2 separate regions of the Canis lupus genome follow, and region 1 is linked to region 2. The links are chromatin contacts, called in public Hi-C maps. All regions are on one chromosome and are shown on one strand. Each heading gives the region's core, a stretch centred on a gene start, on an enhancer-like site or on the middle of the called end of the contact. The rest is flanking DNA. Distances are from core to core; before and after follow the strand shown.

Evidence for each region. Hi-C and Micro-C count contacts between places; a contact is called where the count stands out from the background.
Region 1: a contact with region 2 is called in a Hi-C map of blood, with 2.5 times the contacts expected there. The contact joins the promoter of BOD1 here to the promoter of CPEB4 in region 2. A contact is called at or near these places in 2 of 9 Hi-C or Micro-C datasets (amygdala and blood).

Annotation. Positions count from the first base shown.
Region 1 is chr4:39,773,409-39,776,886 of UU_Cfam_GSD_1.0, forward strand. It overlaps BOD1 (biorientation of chromosomes in cell division protein 1), which reads left to right and starts at 1,563. Exons shown (of 4, transcript XR_005358157.1): 1 at 1,563-1,933. LOC102155584 (a long non-coding RNA gene) reads right to left here and starts at 1,427. Exons shown (of 3, transcript XR_005358158.1): 1 at 1,124-1,427; 2 at 184-328.
Region 2 is chr4:39,550,814-39,554,059 of UU_Cfam_GSD_1.0, forward strand. CPEB4 (cytoplasmic polyadenylation element-binding protein 4) reads right to left here and starts at 1,566. Exons shown (of 10, transcript XM_038534726.1): 1 at 1-1,566. The coding sequence starts at 116.

The sequences.
Region 1 (3,478 bases), core at 313-2,812, 220 kb after region 2:
TTACATCCACGCCCACCCCCACTGCTTGTGTAAGATGAGGAAATAACAGCCGACCTAATTGCCCCAGGTGGACAGGAGTTGAGCTAATAAAAGTCAAGGGCTAAAAGGAGAGGACAGTGGTGGCAGCCCTGAAGTTCCCATGGTGAATTGCGGCTAAAAACAAATCAGGATAAAACGCCTTACCTGATGTGTGATGCCCACAAGATCTCAGGAGTAACATAGCTTGGGTTAAACGCTGCAAAATTTGGATTCAGAAAACCTGGGTTCAAAGCCTCCTCTTCAGCCTCTAGCTATGTGATCAGGCGATATATGGTCTCCATTTCTGCATCTGTAAAACAGCAGTGACATTACCTGCTTTTCAGTTTCTTGCCAAGTGTAAAGTGTTTAGCATCGTGCCTGACATATCCCATTTACTTGATATTAATTTATTATTATCACCACTATTATTGGCAGTGTCTATCATCTGGGAGGAAACCCACACACGCAGGAAAAGAATTCACGGAAACTTTTGTCTTCTTGTCACAATGTTGTCATTTTCCAATTTCCTAAAAGAAGTGTGCACTGCTATAAAAACCTGAAGGGAGGGGACCCCGGGGTGGCGCAGCGGTTTAGCGCCGCCGTCTGCCCAGGGCGTGATCCTGGAGACCCCAGATTAAGTCCCACGTCGGGCTCCCTGCATGGAGCCTGCTTCTTCCTCTGCCTGTGTCTCTCATGAATAAATCTTTAAAAAATTTTTTTTAAAAAAATATGAAGGGAGAGGGACGCCTGGGTGCCTCAGCGGTTGAGCGTCTGCCTCCGGCCCAGGGCGTGATCCTAGGGTCTCGGGATCGAGTCCCTCCTCGGGCTCCCGGCATGGAGCCTGCTTCTCCCTTTGCCTGTGTCTCTGCCTCTCTCTGTGTGTCTTTCATGATTAATAAATAAAATCTTAAAAAAAAAGAATAAAATCTGAAGGGAGAGAAAGTACCTTTCTCTTTTTGGCATAATACAAATTTGACTAGTCTACTGTTGCCCAAATTGCCCGGGCTCCTCCTATTGCTCAGGAGGGCGTTGGGGGTCGTGTTAAAAGCACAGATTCCTAGGGCCCGACCGAAAAATACTGAATCGGAACATGTCACGAACAAACCTGTTTATACCGCTAACGAGTCCCACAGATGATTCTTATCATTGGGCAGTTGGGTGGGACCTGCTGGTTTAAAACCAGCGGGGCAGGGACTGCGCGAGAAACGCCAAGCGCAGGTTGCGGCAATCACGAGGGCCCGGGCCTCCAATTCGCGTTCTGTCCCGCACACTGGCGCCGAGCGAGCAGGAGCCTGGGGGTTGTAGTTTCCAGGAGCCAGACCTCTGCCTATAAGAAAGGCGAGGATGACTGCCAAAAACTTCCCGCCCCACAATGCAAAGGCCAGCGGTGACGTCATCCGCGGAGCGCCGGAGATGGAGCGGGCAGTTGCTACCGCTCCTACCTCTACCCCCGTTGCCTCGGAGCCGGCTTCCCCTGCCGCCGCCGCCGCCGCCGCCGCCGCCCCCCCCGCCCCCGCCCCCTCCCTGCCCTCCCCGCTCTCCCCTCCCCCCTCCGCCTCCCCTTTCTCCACCTCCCCCGCCGCCTCCTTCTTGGGCGCTTCTGCCCTCTCTACACGACTCAGGCTCTCTGCCCCTGAGCAGCCGTGTTCGGTCTCCTTTGTGGTCCCGGGGCGCAGCCATGGCGGACGGCGGCGGCGGCGGGGGCCCCGGCTCGGTGGGCGGCGGCGGAGCGGGCCAGGCCTCGGCGGGGTCGGCGACGGGCGCGGCGGGGGCCGGCGGGAGCGGCGGCCCCATCAACCCGGCCTCGCTGCCTCCCGGCGACCCGCAGCTCATCGCTCTCATCGTGGAGCAGCTCAAGAGCAGGGGCCTGTTTGACAGCTTCCGCCGGGACTGCCTGGCCGACGTGGACACCAAGGTAGCCGGGGCCGGGCGTGAGGACGGCAGGGTCGCAGCTTGGCTTTTCTAAAGCAGAGAGAAAACCGAAAGATACTTTAAACCGCTTGAGGCAGTGCAGAAAGCTTCCGGAGTCGTGTACACGTGGTTGGGCTCCCAGCCCCATGACTGCGAGCGGGGCGGCGGTCCAGTCGTTGTGTGAACGTAGGGGGGAGAGCCTGCATCCTGTCTTTCCCAAGCTGAGACGTCTTTGAGCCCCTCAGTAACAAACCTCTGTGTGTTAAGAACGTTGGAGAAGACCAGTAAGGAAGCGAGAAGGCGTGAATGCGCCGTCGTCACCTGTGGTAGCTGCTAGCTATTGCTTCTTCCCGCTAGCTTAGTGATTTGCACTTTGGGTATCCAGTCGAATTAAGGTACGCCCTTAATTACCCTTTTACTCCAGAACCGACACCCTTTTACTCCACCGTGGCTCAAAGGGGATTTGGTGCCAATTTTAGATCCGAATGCCTCCTAGTAAAATGCTATTTCATGTTACTTGCCACAGCCCTGGGAATTCCATGAAGCCACGTGTTACCAGACATAACAGTAGTTGCTGGAATGTTCCATTCTCTCCCTTTTCAGAAGCTTTTCTAAGAAGATTAGGTTTGTCGGTGTAGGAGGCGCCGTTAACTCCTCTAGGGAAGTGATTTCTTCCTCTCTGAGAAAATCTGCCTGTCTAACAGGAGGATTGTGAACCTAAAATTACAACTCAAAGATAGGAAAAGACGTCCTCCATTTAGTCATTGACATTTACTGGCCTATAGCATGTGGGCTGTGTGGATACAGGAACAAGTAAGTCATTACCTGTCCTCAAAGCTTGTACTGTAGGGTAGAAAACTGACATGTGGACCTGAGAGTATAAACAGTAAGTGGTGCTAGAAGTGGTTAATGCTTAATTTTCCTTATGTGAGGTGTCTCAGATACATACCAACTGAGCTTCCACCATTCCCAGGACTCTGGGTATTCTTAACTTCCCATCACAAGTTCTCCACTCATATCTCTTATGTTCAGTTTTATGCAGCTAAATCCATGTAGTATGCATGTTATTTTAAAAAGAAACAGGGATGCCTGGGTGGCTCAGTGGTTGAGCCTTTGGCTCAGGACCTGATCCTGGGGTCCTGGGATCAAGTCCCACGTCGGGCTCCCTGCATGGAGCCTGCTTCTCCCTCTGCCTGTGTCTCTGCCTCTCTGTGTATGTGTCTCATGAATAGATAAATAACATCTTTAAAAAAGGGAAATCAGTATTGTAAAGCTGTTGGGGAAAGGAGAGTTGGAGCCTCCCCCCACATAACACCTTATATGTTCCTTCCATTAGCTACTGGGTGGTTTTAATTCTGGAAGACAGTGTGTTTTCAGACACTGTTGCTTTAGCTCCATGGTCTCAGTGTGACTCTTGGATCAGCAACACCAACCTCACCTGAGAATTTGTTAGAAATATATATTCTTAGGCTTAGGCCCTTTCCCAGACTGCTGAAATATTTGGGGGAAAATGTACTGATGATGTTTGTAATTTACTTTGCAATGCACC
Region 2 (3,246 bases), core at 316-2,815:
GGGGTGGCATTTTGGTGATGGTGTGGAGGCTGCAGATGTGGATGGAATCTGACTGGAAAAGCAGATTTATTCCCAGTATTGCTTTGCACTAGCACTCCAAACCCGTAATCCCCCATTTATTATTTTTAGGATCAGATTCTTACAATAAAAAATGACAACCTGATGTCTCACGTCTTTGTATCCTCTACCCAAAATTTAAGTCGTTTGTTTGAAATGTCTTATTTATAGCTAGCTCAAAGATCGCAGCTTATCACTTGAAATAGTTCTGATTTGGAATTCTGGTCTCTGAAAGAAAATAAAAACTAAAAAAACAAACAAACAAACAAACAAACAAAAAACTCTTAAAACATTGACATGAATCCAACTGGGCTTATTTCTAGGAGGGAATAAAAACGAAGAGGGTAAAAATCAAGTCTTTGGTTAGTAAAATAGGCGCTTTCTTTTTCCAAAGGAAAATGTACATGAATGACAAAAACACAGCTTCTCAAGCATCTATGGATGTAGAAGAATAAGCATTGCGCGGAGTAAAAATATATATATATATATATATATAATTTAACAATCACATATGGTCTTCCTCAGCAGTTTAGATTCACTCACATAAAAATTAGAATAGGGCTAAGAGGAGAATACGTTCTTTTCTTGGCAGCTTGGTTAAAAAAAAAATCAGGAATAATTTAAGAACATTATATATTATATATTTATATATATAGATTATATTAGGTTATCTGGGGTGGGAGGTGAATTCCTGGTTGCGGGAGAGGAAATCAGCATTGACTAATGGAAAGATGATTGCAGGGAGGTTTCTGCTGTTCCTGGTCCTGTTTCTGCTCTTTCACGGGGTGCAGTTTTGGCCTCTGGGGCTGTTCCTGAGGCTTCGGGTGCAGATCTTGCTGCGGTCGCTGTTCCTGGGCTCCCCCCGGCCTCCTCTCCCCCATGAAATGTGCTGGAAACACCCGTTTCTCCCTCTGGCGGGGGGGCGGGGGGGCGGAGATCGCGATCAGGAAGGATTAGCGAGACTCGGCGAGGGCGAGGGCGAGGGCGAGGGCGAGCTGGCGGCCCGGGGGTGCGGGGGCCAACGGGGCGACCTGGAAGGTCCTGCGGTTTCGGCCTCTTCCCCTCTCTGCGGCTCCGGGGTTTTTTTCCCTCATGGGACCCAGGGGCGGTTTGTTCAGTTCTCTCAGTTCGATTCTCCGCAGGGGGAAAAAAAGAGGAAAAAAAGGGAAAACCCACTAGTGTAGTTATTCTAAAAGAGAAGGGCCTCCCCCCTTTGTGCTCTCTCTTTTTTCCCCCGGATTTTAGAGAAATCTATAATTTAGAAGGCTTTTGTTTCTCCTCACGGTTGCTGGGCCGTCGCCGCCGCCGCCGCCGCCGTCGCTTTACCCTGGTCCCGCAGTCCCCGCTGTCGTTGCGGACTCCGCCTGGCTCTTCTTCTCTCCTTCTTCCTCCTCTTCCTCCTCCGCTGTCGCCGCCGCCGCCGCCGCCGCCACCGCCTCCCGGTGCCCGGGTCCCGCAGCCGCGGCTGAGTCCTTCTCCTCAGGACCTAGCCGAGTGAAATGACAACCAGCTGGAAAGACCGAGAGACACTTCCGGTTCGATGAGGGCGGGGTAGGGTACCGAGGGCGCCCCGCCCACCTGCCGAACTACCAATCAGCTGTTAGGATTTAGACTAGGCCACGCCCCCGGCTCAGGTTCCCTCCTAGGAAGGTCGAAAACTTACCTCCAGAGACGCCCCTTCCGTCTGCGCCTCGCCCAGCGAGGCCTGGTGCCTGGAACCCGCTCCCCTACCCAGAGTGAGCGCGGCAGGTGGCCATCTTTAGTGTGGGCAGAGGGACTCCTTCGCAGTTTCTCTCCGTTCCCCACGCTTTGCAGGAGTTGCAGATAGGGATGCACGGAAGAGAAGGGATCCCTCTAGCACTGGGAAAAACTGTCAGAGTCTTGGGGATCCAAGTGGCGGCCGGTGAAACCACGGATGAACGGGAAGCCTGCCCACAGTAAAGGTGGGTCCCCAGGCGTCACGTGCTTTGGCCCGAGCTCCGCCCCAGAGGGATCTGGAAGGGGAGGCGGGTCTCCCCAGCCGCTGTGCCGTGCCTAGAACTGCGTACGTCCTTGTGCTGGCTGTATCCCCCGCGCGGACTCTCCCTTCACCTTCCAGTCCCCCGCCCCCACCCCCCAGCCTGGCTTGGTTGCCCGCCTGGTGCAGCCTCTCAAGCACAAAGATAGAGCTGCCGTAAGCGTACGTGGTGGAGCCCTCTTCCCCGTCCTGTTCTGGTCCACCGCACGGGCTGTACCAGAGGGACATTGCCAACACGAAAATCTCATCGTGGTCCTCACCTGTTCAGATCTCTTTCTGTGGACGAGGCCAAACCCCCTAGTCTGCTAATCAAGGCCTTTCCGCTCTCTGGCCAGTGCATCTTCAACGCCTCATCTCCGAACAAATGCCCCACGCTAAGCTGCTCCAAACGTTTTGACATGCCCTTTCCTTTCTTCATTTGTTTCGTTTTAGGAATCCGTTCGAAAGCTACCCACTCTCTCTCAAGTGCATCCATGGCTCCTGAGTCCTGTGTCTGTCTCTCATGCTCGTTCATCACGCTGTGGTAATGGCTGCTTCTGTCGGCCAGACCTGTGCTCCGCCCTGGGCTCACTGAGGAGAGGACCTGGAGGAGGCATTGCGGGATGGCTGCTGGAAAAAATGAACCAACCAACGATGGTGAAGTTAACCTTGAATGACAGTCGCTTTTCCAAGTCCGAATTATTTCATTTCTTCTGCTGTTTGGAGTTCTCATCTCTCAAACTTGGATGGGCAGGTCTTCCTTAGCCGCGCCGGTGGGCGTCTTGCTCACCTTTGCACATTCCCACTTACGACCTCCATCAGGGACTAGGGTAATGCCTTGCTCTCAGCACATGCTCTACAGACGTGAACGTTTTCCTTTAGTAGGAAACAAGAAATGAAAAATGAAGAGAAGGGCAGCCCCAGTGGCTCAGCGGTTTAGCGCCGCCTTCAGCCCAGGGCGTGATCCTGGAGACCCAGGATCGAGACCCAGGATCGACTCCCGCATGGGGCTCCCCGCATGGGGCTCCCTGCATGGAGCCTGCTTCTGCCTCTGCCTGTGACCCTGTCTCTCATGAATAAATAAATAAAATCTTAAAAAAAAGAAGAGAGAGAAGAAATCACAGTAGAGCCAGAGTAGGAAAACAAAGAGAGACCAAAGACTTTTAAGAAGAATCTTAGGAACAAAGGTGGTT